Regions from separate parts of the Zea mays genome. Here region 1 is linked to region 2. Evidence: chromatin contacts called from public Hi-C data. All regions are on one chromosome and are shown on one strand. Each heading gives the region's core, a stretch centred on a gene start, on an enhancer-like site or on the middle of the called end of the contact. The rest is flanking DNA. Distances are from core to core; before and after follow the strand shown.

Region 1 (5,749 bases), core at 3,205-5,704, 160 kb after region 2:
CACATGGCACACTACACACATAATACACCCGGTCCAAGTTCTTTCCATACTCCAAATCTCGAATAGATAAGTGAACACTAAGAATTTAAGATTACAAGTCTAACAAGGCTACATGAATAAGATGACACATAACATTACACCAAATACATGCAACATGTTCACAAAGTCAGAATTAACTTCTTTATAGAAATATCACATTGCCAGCTCCTAAAAATGGAGGATGTAAATTTCAATGTGTATTTATCAAGTCACAAATAACTGAAAATTACATTTCCTTTAGAATATTACGTGCATCCCTTCTGATATGTCCTGAAGAACCGTCCAAAAGCTTGAAGGAAAACTATTTTCATCATATGCATTTCACGAACATAAAATTTTAGTGCAAATCCAAAGTACAACCAACCAAATTAAATGCTTTATATACCTTTGCATTGGTTTCTAATCCAATCCTATGAGCACATTAAGGCATCTAGCATATCAAGAGTAAGACGGTTGTGATAGCTCGCTAGGAACTCTTCCACTTGTGCTAAATCCTGACTCTAAAGCAATACTGCTCACTAGAATGGCATAAATATCACATGCAATCATCCTCAATGTATGATATCGTGTCCTAGCTACCTTACATCCATCCAATACATTAAAATTTTCCTTTGTAGCTAGAACATAATCATCCTTCAAGTAATGGTCTAATTCATATTTTAGACATAGAGATGTCAATCTCTTTGTTGGGACTGAGAACAGTGGGCCCAAGGACTCGTGAACAGGGTGTCAAGTGGCACGAAAAAAATGGATGTCTAGGAGCTAAATTATCAAGTGTGTCCCATTCAGGTATGGGACATGGGTATTTATAGGGTAACCAAGGCCCCGAGGCCTAAATTAACCTAATACCCTTAGTTACCTACTACATGCCCCGGATATACTGTGCAATGGGATAATTACAGGTCAATACGACTACATTCTCCATTACGCCACCCTTTACACCCACATCAGAGACTAGCAGGTGGACCAGGTGGGTGCACCCCGTAATGGGGCAGATGTTTGGTGAAATCCTACATCTCTTCTATCTTGTGTACTTCACACAAGGTGTGTAGCGAAGAGTCGCCCCATGGTGACCCATCGGAGTGGAGTGTCTTCGTGCCTCAAACAACTTCTTGTAGTATCTGGGTATTCGCTTGGTGTTTTAGGGGCCTTTGATGCGTCCTAGCCCCCATCTGGCTTCATTGATCACACCGCTTCTCTCCGAGGTGTTGCTTTGGTCCCTATGTAATTAAGCAGTTTCATGGTTGTTAGGAGGGATCAAGGTCAGGGTCGGCCTTCGTCCCAAAACTCTTCTTAGCAATGCGAGCATTAGAAATATACATAACTAATGGATCTTCAATAGAAGGCGGTGAGGTAGATGGTTCTTTGTTACCTTCATCATCTTGTAGTTGATACTCATTCATCAGATCACATGATAATTTGGTGATTTAAAAACAACTAGTAACATTTCAGTTTTAAATTGAGGATCAAGAAGTGTAGCAATTCTCATTAGACCTTGCACATCAAGCCAATACTTGTCGGCCTTCTCATTCATCCTAACTGGCATTTCTTCTATGATTTCATTGCCACAACTTGACCAATGCATCATATTCATTTTGATTTCACAAATATTTGGAAACATCGTACTAGTAGTAAAAAATTGAGTTCTAGAGAAAATTCCGATGATTCCATAAAACATGTGCAATTTCTCAACTACATCATGGACACATGACCATTATTCTTCATTAGGGCAACATTCATATTGTTTCTTAACATGCATAGCATGGATAAAAACAACCTTGTAGGAAAGGGCAACACTAAGCATAATGAATCTTAAGTTCCATCTAGTTTGTAATCAAGGCATAACTTCTTAGTTATAATGATTTTCACAAATTTAGCAATTTCTTCAATTTTCAATTTTTTTGGTGTTGTTGTCCAAAAAGATATGTTATCACGAATCCTTTCAATAGCCTTTTGTATGATATCAAAACCATCCTTCATAATCAGGTTGAGAATGTGGGCACAACACCGCATGTGCAATGTGCTACCCTCTAACATAAGTTTATCTTTCCCTATCTTACTCTAACGATGCTATGACCTTATCATTTGTAGCAATGGTCAGAGTTGATACCTTCTCATCAAGATTCCATGCGACTTCAATCATCTCTTGAGCAATAACCTCAATAGTAAGTGTACTTGGCATGTAAATGAACGCACAACAATGAACAATCATGTTAGTCTGTTACATTATTTTAGAAATAAATGAATATTTCAGCAATGAACAAGTCACATTACCTCATCACAATGCTCCTAAGCTTCCATGGTTGATCAATAATGGTTTGTGGTAGCCATGTAGCCTTTCTTTTGGTTGTATGAAGTCCACATATTAGTAAGGGGAAATTACATGTGTGTCATCAAAAATTATACTCATTCCTTGTGTGCCACTAGCCCCACATGTCATACACACAAAATTTTTTTCCCTATATGCCATTCAATGGCACACAAGGAATGGTTATAAATTTTGATGGCACATAGGAAATTTTTTCAATTAGTAATGATAGCAACCCTACACTTATTTCCTGCCATGAAAGCAATGCATTTCTTCTTCTGTCTCGTATTGCTTCATGATGTCCTTCCTAAGGAAATATCAGTTAGCCAAAACACTATTTAGTATTTGTTTGCGAGCACTATTTAGTATTTAATAAATATTACACAACTCAAAATTATGACACAACAATACATAGCTCATACCTAATAATGTTCCTTGTCACCATTTTAAATAAAGATTGTGCACTAACAAATCTTACAAATCATGTGTGGTCAACCATGCATAGTGGGTATTCATGTAACACCGTCATAGAGGCAAGCTCCTTTTTAGCGTTTTCCATTGACACTTTCCCTTTGTCTTGAGAACCAAACCTTAATGACCTTTGGCTAAATGTCTTGCTTTGCCATGCCATTTTGCTCTTACGGTATGGATACATCTTGAGATGATCATTAAGATGTTTGGCTCCATTTCTTTATGTCCCTCCTCCAAGCTTATTTGCACACTAATTGCACTTTGCTTTAATTTTATCCCTGACTTTAACCCTTTTGCCATTGCCATCCTAAGGGTCTGCCTGGCGGGTCATGGGTTTGGACAACATAAGGTGTCACGACTGCTACATATGGCCAACGTGAACAGACCAATGGGGTGTTTGGCTCCCATCTTCTAAACTTTAGTTGACTAAATTTTAGTCACTTTTAGTCAATAAACCACTAAACGATATGAATAAGAGGATGTTTATTTGGGATTATAATCTGCATAGATTATATAATGTGGGCAGTACAATCCCAAACAAACACCCCTAAATGAAGCCTCCTAAATAGTATTTCTAGAGACTAATATTTAGTTTCTAAAGTTTAAAAGGGTGACTAATATGGGTGTTTAGTTTGAGGAATGAGCTAGTCTATCATCTTCTCACTCTCACTTTTTTGTTTAGTTTGTAGAATGGAATGAGTTGATCCATCACCACATCATCCATCACCACATCATTTCTCATAGTTAGTTAGTACTAATACGAATAATGAGGTCATCCAACCAAATTTTAAAAATAGACTCATGATACACCATCTCATTTTAGATGTAATGATTCCTCAAACCAAACACCCCCTAAGGGTTTATTTGGTAGTAAGTGGAATAAAGAGAATTGAGGGGGTTATAATCCCTTGCTATTCAATTTTGAATAGCAAGGGATTACAGCCCCCTCAGTTCTCTCCATTTCACATGCTTCCAAACAAGCCCTAAAGAAACCAAACACCCCAAGTTTGAGATGTCATTTCCCCTTTCTTTACCACTTCCCCGTATTCTCAATCTCCCAATAAGCTACTCGTAGTAGTACACAGAATATTCGTTTCTCTACCCTTTCGCAGTTTGTCATATTTTAATTGCTGATGACACTGAAAATGGTATCAGCGGCGGCGAGCCCGTAGTTTCCGAAGAGTGATGAACGCTTTTGACCTCTTGCCATCCATCGGTCTGCTCCGGCTCAACGTTCCGATTCCGACCGTGCGCATTTCCGCTCGCTCACTTCATTCTTTTATCAAACGTGAAGCATTTAATCAAATCTTTATTTTTTTTATACACCACCACTTCGCTGGCAAGTTTGCAGATACAACTTCAAGTACATATATATAGTACTTGCGTTGACAGGACAGCATAGTACGAACGGAAACCATCGCAAAAGGTCCCAGATGGACCAGGCCAAAGGCGCTCGAGGATTTAAAAATGGGCACATCCTGGGGGCGAGATCTGTATGCGGTCCGTCGATAACTTATTGCACGATTTGCCTTCACCTGCTTCATTCTTGTAAACAAGCCGCACCAGCAAGTTGCGAGAAGCATATGAGAAATAATCTTCTATATACACTAGTATCATCAGCAACAACTATGTTCCATTGTGCACATGGGCCTGTGTTGCACCATCAGTACCTTTTCTCACACAAAAAGAGGACAAACAAACCCAAACTATATCACACAGCAATAAACAAATTATCATCGCACTTGAACTTTGCAAGTTTGGATCGGACAATACAACAGAGCAAAGTCCCAACCAAACGTCTGGAGAAAACGTTAGACAAAACACTGAAAAATTAGATACTAGCTTACTGATCAGTTCTGCTAGCTGACAAACCTTTACCAGCAACATGATGATCCGTGGAAAAGGTCGGCCGCTTTGTTTTGTCCCTCAGCTTTCAAATTTCAAATGAGTGCGGTGTGGATATGCTTTTGTTGTTGGATCTTCAGATATTTTTACATGTTTGCCTTTCTTTCCCATCGTTCTTTAATGTCAAGCCTGAAAAAGATGGGACACATATGGGATTACCATCGGCGCCTTTCACAAGTGAAAGTGATAAACAGGTTATCGCTTCGGCATTTCTGAAATGTGGCCACAGTAATGTCACACGATGCTGAACTTTAAACTTTACTTTCTCGTGGTTCAAACCGCATTAATTTCTTGATGGCAGAGAGACATCATGCTCAGCAGACAAAGTTGTTAGAAATCTTAAAGTTGCCGATACAGATAGATTATATCTATGACCAGAATACCAGATCGCGGTGAGAAACCTTTGTGTCTTAGTTTTCCCCCACATATCGAAGTGGACAAGTCAGGCTGTGTTTCTTTCTTGAACAAAATGAAAGGTGGACCAGTGCTATCAAACCTTTTGAAAAATATAAAAGGTTTGCGTTGGAATTGTGCAATTCAAACAAATCCTTGAATAATGAAGGGTAAAGCAGTGGAGTAAGGCTGTACTAAACAAGTACTCCCTCTGTTCCATTATATTAGTCGTTCTAGCATTCAATCACATACATGAAATATTCTCTGAACCAGGACACAAATGGGCTTCAGATACATAAAAAATTCTATGAATTTAGACAATCCGGAACACCGCTCAGACGACCAATATAATGGGGCAGAGGGAGTATTAAGTTGCATCCACCAAATAGTTCATTAGTTCAACGTAAAAGGTCAATCTTCACATCAAGACTCTCTCAGGTCTCAGATGTGGAATAGAAGTGAACAACAATTATTTTTATTTACTTGCACTAACCAGGATACCAACTCGAGACCTCTAACTTTAATACCATATTAAATTGCATGCACCAAACAATTCAACCCAAAAGTTTAAGCTGATGAAGATATATGGATAATTCACTTGTATTCTGACATTAAGAGTAATATAGAAGTGCA
Region 2 (5,924 bases), core at 729-3,228:
CAGCCATAGCAAAGGCATATGGCTCCTCTTCATTCCTAAACTCAGGACTGTTGGAGGCAATAAAACCATCACCGAAGCAGCCACGTGCCTCGGTCTGAGGATCAACCACAAGAGTAGGGGTCTCTCCTGCAACATGTACAAGATGATCAGTCCCACGTCAAATGGAATGAGCAAAGTGCTCAAGGTCCAAAATGAAGATGTAATGCCAATAAGACTTACTGCAACTGGTTTGTGCCAAAGGGATACACACAGCTAAATCTGTCTGCAGACCATCTCCTGGCTGACTTAATGGGATCAAATTGGGGCCTGATTGAGCATCAGGAACAGTTGGCACGTCATCGATAGCACGATCAAAGTCTTTAGGGGGACGGTCTACTACAACCGGACGCACCACAACCTCCATGAGTTGCAAATGGGTTTCATACCCGAAGTAATATAATTATCCCAATCCAGTTGACAATCAATTTGGATGACTCGTCTTATGACATTTGGTGGATGACCAATATTAAGCACTCCGTCAACCGCAATGTCATCATCTTCATGGTAACCTAGCTTTTGTTTAGCCTTTGTAAACACATCACTCAAGGAGGGTCTACCATCGAATAGTACCGGCACGTGTCGCATGTCAATGAACTTGGCATTTCCATACGGATCTTGTTCCACATTGCCTCCATGATATAAGCTCAAAAAATTGTCCATCTATTTGAAACATCAATTAAACATTCAATATAACTGTGGATGGTTATTACCTAACAACAAACCACTAATTACTAGCTACATAACTATAAATATAACCACAACCCACTAATATACTAACCACCTTATAAATTACTCATATATAATAATTGAAAATTTTGACAGCACCTCCCCGGGGAGGATAAAAAACATGCACATTTGACTCACTTTCATAATATTCAATCCAATTAGCATTTATCACAATAACTAACATTCATCACATTCAAAAAACAACAAATTATAGAAAAACAATCTAACATATTGAACACAAAATGCTTACACAATAACAAAAATAATATAAAAATTACCTAGACGGTCGGGGTCGGGGTCGGGGATGGACGACGACGACGCGGGCGAGGAGCGGGCGCCGGGGCGGGGCGGGGCAGCGTGTCGACGGCCGGTGGCGGGGCGCCGGGAGGGGACTGGGCTTCGCGGGGTTGGCCGGAACGGGGCGCGGCCGTGGGACGGGCGCGGCCGGGACTGGGCGGCGACGCTTGTTGGGCGGCTCGGCGGAGCTTGCGGGGCGGGCCGGCGCGGGCGGGGTCGGCCGGACGCGGGCAGGGTCGGTCGGGGGCGGCGCGGGCGTGGCCGGCCGGGGGCGGGGCGGCTCGGGCGGGGCCGTCCGGTGGCGGGGCGGCGCGGGCGGGGCCGTCCGGGGCGGGGCGGCGCGGCGCGGGCGTGGCCGTCTGGGGGTGGCGCGGGCGGGGCCGGCCCGTGGCGGGGCGGCGCGTCGCGGTGGGAGGGCGGCGCGGGCACGAACAGGGCGGCGGGCGGCTGGCGAAAAATTGGGTGGATGTGGCTGGCGAAAAGTTGGCCCTGACACGTGTACTGCCGCCGCCAGGGGGGTCGGCGCCAAGATCTATGGCGCCGACCCCTGACACGTCACGTCCAGCAAGGCATCTCTGTCACGCAGACAGGCGCCAATAATATTGGCGCCGGCACACAGAAGCTCGGCGTCAATGATGATGACGTCGAGCATAGGATTTATTTTTTGAAATGAAACTGATAGGAGCATAATTATGGGAAAAACCCAAAAAGGGCCGATTTGCAAAAAAAAAAATTGGCTGCAGTGCCTGCTCAGAACGCGGATGGTCAAAGTCAAACAAGCCTCTCGACACTGCAGAGTGCAGTCTGCGAGCCGACTAGTCCCGGCACCCGACTCCCCACTCCTGACCGGAGTAGCCAGCTCCCAGACATTGACGAGACATAAACCCACTTGCCCACGCGCACGGCAAGCCGGCAAGGCCACGCGAGAAATTCCATCTCGAGCAGAGCGCAGCAACACGTGCGCGGAGGTCACAGCTCCGATCGACAAGCCGGCCAAGCAGCCACACATGCCTCCTCACATGGCGGCGATCTCGCACCGGATCGCAGGATCCGGCCCGCGCGTCGCCGTTGTGGCGCCGCCTCGCCCGCGGGGGCGCGCTGCCGTGGTCGCGGGTGCTGCGGCGAAGGGCGCACATCGGGAGCGGACGCTGGAGGGCGCGAGTGACGACCTGAGGGCCGCCGCGGCTCAGTGTCTGGACTGGGCTCCCGCGCGGCGTCGGGTGCGGGCCGCCTTCGCGCCCGTGCTCCCCACCCTCGACCACTGCCTTTTCAAGGTTCGATGTGCAAGTCGCTCCGTCCTAGCTTGATTTGGTTTCGTACGCTGTAGCGGAGGATCAGCTGTCAAAATTATTTTTTGGGAAATGGTCGAACGCTTCCAGTACTGCGGCGCTTGCCACCTCATTTAGGTGCGAGCAGATTTTTGTCAACTGGCAGGATCCGCTGCTTGCCCAACAAACTGAGTACTAGAAATGAGCAGCTCTGTTCTTCAGTGTGCAATTTGCAGTACCCTCGTGCAATTCTATACAGTATAATCCAAGTTGTCAACTCGACATATTACTCGCCTATCTCAATCTTAATCCGGTTTAGAGCAATTAATTTAGGAATATGACACAAAAAGGTGATATTTTTTTTTTGCGAGAGAACATGACGTATTAGAGAAGTGTTTGGTTCCGGAGTATGGTAGGACGGAGCCGCTCGGCTTCTAATTTATTGTTGTTTGGATGATTCCATGTAGAACATCGTGACTCTAAAAAATGCTCAAATGCTAAATCATTTGCCTTTCCAAAATCTCCTGAATGGTGGCAATGGAGCCGCTCTATCTCAACTGGCTCCTGAACCAAACACTATCTAGGAGTTTGGACACAACCCCATGCTATTCAGAGTAAAACTTTTCCTAGGGTTCCCTTAGAACATGATGAACCATCTGCATCAGTTATCGAGTTCCAAACTTCCAATTGCTAATCTTGTATCCTTGTAACATTGGTTCATACGATATCAGTTGACACATTTTTCTCATTTTCTGTCGTACTTTTCATTTTGTAGATGGCTCACAATGAAATCCAGATGGAAGAGGTACGGGCGTGATGGGATTTCTGAATTGACCTTGCATTCCATTTTGTTCAACGTTCAAGTAGTTCCCTCGCTGAAATATTGTGGCACAAGCAAACTTTCTGTTGGAAAATCTTTACCATGTCCCTGTTTGTTTGAACTAAAAAGGCTTTCCATCTTGAGTAGCCAATAGTAGATTTTCGAAGATATTTTTAGCTTTCTGGACTCAAGAACCTCATGAAAGCTCAGAAAAGTGAGCTTTTAAGCTTTCCGTATAAACTCAGGTTCTTCGGGATTCTGGCTTTTCGAAAGCTAGATGAAAAAGCCTATTGACTTTTCACACTAAAAAGCTGTCCAGAAGCTCATACAAACAGGGCTGATTCAAGAGCTTCTTTCCTTGCTTTGAGTATTGATAGATACTGCTAGTTACTGTAGAATTACGAGACCAATTCAAAGGGCGTTGAAATATTCTGGAAGAGTTGGCTGCCAAGAGAGGGCACTGCAACTAAGGCTGCACTTTTCTTCTGCCATGGATATGGGGATACCTGCACTTTCTTTTTTGAAGGTGACATTACTTTTTCTGTTATGTTTTGATTTGCATTTATCATTCCTTTGCATGCATGCTTATTAATTATTATTAACAAGCTTGAGATTACAGGGATTGCTAAGAGGATAGCAGCTGCTGGTTATGCAGTTTATGCTATGGATTATCCTGGTTTTGGCATGTCATATGGTCTCCATGGCTATATTGCAAGCTTTGATGGAATGGTGGACCATGTCATTGAACAGTATGCACGAATAAGAGGTTTTTTTTGGCTTATCTTCTGTGTATAAGTGTATATTCATAATTATATAGTCTTTGTATCATGGTATAATAATGACTTAATGTTCAGGCATGAAAGAAGTGTGTGAGCTGCCACACTTTCTCTTGGGGCAGTCAATGGGAGGTGCAGTTGCCCTGAAAGTACACTTGAAGCAACAACAAGAATGGGATGGTGTGCTTCTTGTCGCACCTATGTGCAAGGTATTTCTCAAACTCCCAATTACCATCAGATTACGTCATCACACAATCACATCCTTTTGGTTGTGTTAGTATAAGGTGTGTATATGTTTCACTGTCCACTAACTATCCAATCATGACTTGTGCTAGTGCACAATAGTGGATTGTAGTTCACAGTTGACAGTAGGTGGAAATATAGTGCTTGGTGAAATTTGGGAGCCACTGGTCAAGAAATGACTTCTTATGGATATGTTTGCAAAACAATTTTATTCATAGTTACTGATAACTGCTAAGTCCATGCCAAATTTATTTATTTTTCTTGCAATCTAGCATATTTCCAGTTTTACTTCATGGTAGGGCAACTAACCTGAAGAATGCATGAAGAAATTTGGGAGCCACTGGTCAAGAAAGGACTTCATAGTAACTGGTGTTGGAATCTCCCTTGGAAGTCTTTTTTCATGACTTCTTATGGGTATATTTTTGTCTCATCTTTCTTGTTCAGTGATTTTATAAGACTGGCTTCTCTTTGGCAAGATTTCAGAAGATGTAACACCACCTGCACCTGTATTGAAGGCACTGAGCATATTGTCATGTCTTCTTCCTGAGGCGAAGTTATTTCCGCAGAAAGATATAGGAGATTTGGCATTTAGAGATCCAAGGAAAAGGAAAGTAGTAAGTTTCTTGGACAGTTTCTGCGCTATTATCTTCAACTTGATTTGCACGAATGCAATGTAATATCCAGCGCATATCCTATTATTGTGTGCATGGTTTGTCTCTCTTCTCTGCAGTATTTTAATAGCCACATTTTGCATAGGTTAGTTTGTGCAATACTAAGACCCTGTTTGTTTACCTTCTAGATTATATAATCCAACTTAAATAAGTTAAAAATCAAACAAACAATACAGATTATTAGGTGAATTATATAATCTAGATACCTAGATTATGATAAATCCATAACCAGGTCACTAGGTGCTTACATAATCCATAAGCTGGATTATATGATCCTGGAAGTAAACAAACAGGGCCAAGTCTCTTACAATTTGCCTTGTTTGCCATGACCTTCTGGTAATAGTTTATGTACCTCTAGAAATTAAATCAATACAGCACTGCTGGTTGAAATATTTATTGACGTTATTTATCTTGGCATTTTCATTTTCAGGCTGAGTACAATGCCATCTCATATTCTGACCAAATGAGATTAAGAACAGCAGTTGAACTTTTAAAAGCCACGAAGGACATTGAATCACAGTTGGAAAAGGTCACTATTGCTTGCACTTTTGCTCATGGATCTGGATCTCTCTGTTTTGTATCGTTTAAACATGTTCTGGATGCAAGTCATGAGACCACTGCGTTTTTGTTTGGTATGTACATTCCTTCTCGTTGAAGTACCTAACACAAAAACACTTTTATGATATTCCTATATAGATCTCCTCTCCATTGCTGATTCTTCACGGAGCCGCAGACATGGTAACCGATCCTCAGGTCAGCAAATTCCTTTATGAGAAAGCCAGCACGAAGGACAAGACCCTCAAGCTCTATGAAGGCAGCTACCATTCAATCTTAGAGGGAGAACCAGATGACCGGATTTCAACTGCCATTAACGACATCATTTCATGGCTAGATTCACACTGTTAAATACCCCTTTGTCTATAGCCTCTCATGTCCTCATCCATTGTTTTGGATTTATAGTTCCTTATTAGAGTACCATGGGTCTCTAGTGCTTTAAATTTTGCCATGGTGTGCAGAGATAAGTATCTCTCGAATTAATTAGTTGTGCTTGCTATCTTGACACTGTTGGTTTTATGTTAATTGC

What was found. Hi-C and Micro-C count contacts between places; a contact is called where the count stands out from the background.
Region 1: a Hi-C map of endosperm shows a contact between it and region 2, with 2.1 times the contacts expected there. The contact joins the enhancer-like site here to the promoter of LOC100382242 in region 2. A contact is called at or near these places in 3 of 25 Hi-C or Micro-C datasets (endosperm and leaf).

Annotation. Positions count from the first base shown.
Region 1 is chr8:155,731,732-155,737,480 of Zm-B73-REFERENCE-NAM-5.0, forward strand. LOC103636193 reads right to left here. Exons shown (of 5, transcript XM_020542667.3): 5 at 4,403-4,852. The coding sequence ends at 4,810. Among protein-coding and RNA genes, the nearest start is that of LOC103636193, 16 kb to the right of the region's middle. Within about 2 kb of position 4,455, at least 5 of the 20 cell types and tissues checked have an H3K27ac peak or open chromatin away from gene starts, as enhancers often do. A contact at or near this core is called in endosperm, where this site is marked.
Region 2 is chr8:155,578,005-155,583,928 of Zm-B73-REFERENCE-NAM-5.0, forward strand. It overlaps LOC100382242, which reads left to right and starts at 1,979. Exons shown (of 8, transcript NM_001366780.1): 1 at 1,979-2,336; 2 at 3,106-3,135; 3 at 3,547-3,676; 4 at 3,770-3,916; 5 at 4,005-4,135; 6 at 4,646-4,783; 7 at 5,271-5,369; 8 at 5,537-5,924. The coding sequence starts at 2,070. The coding sequence ends at 5,746.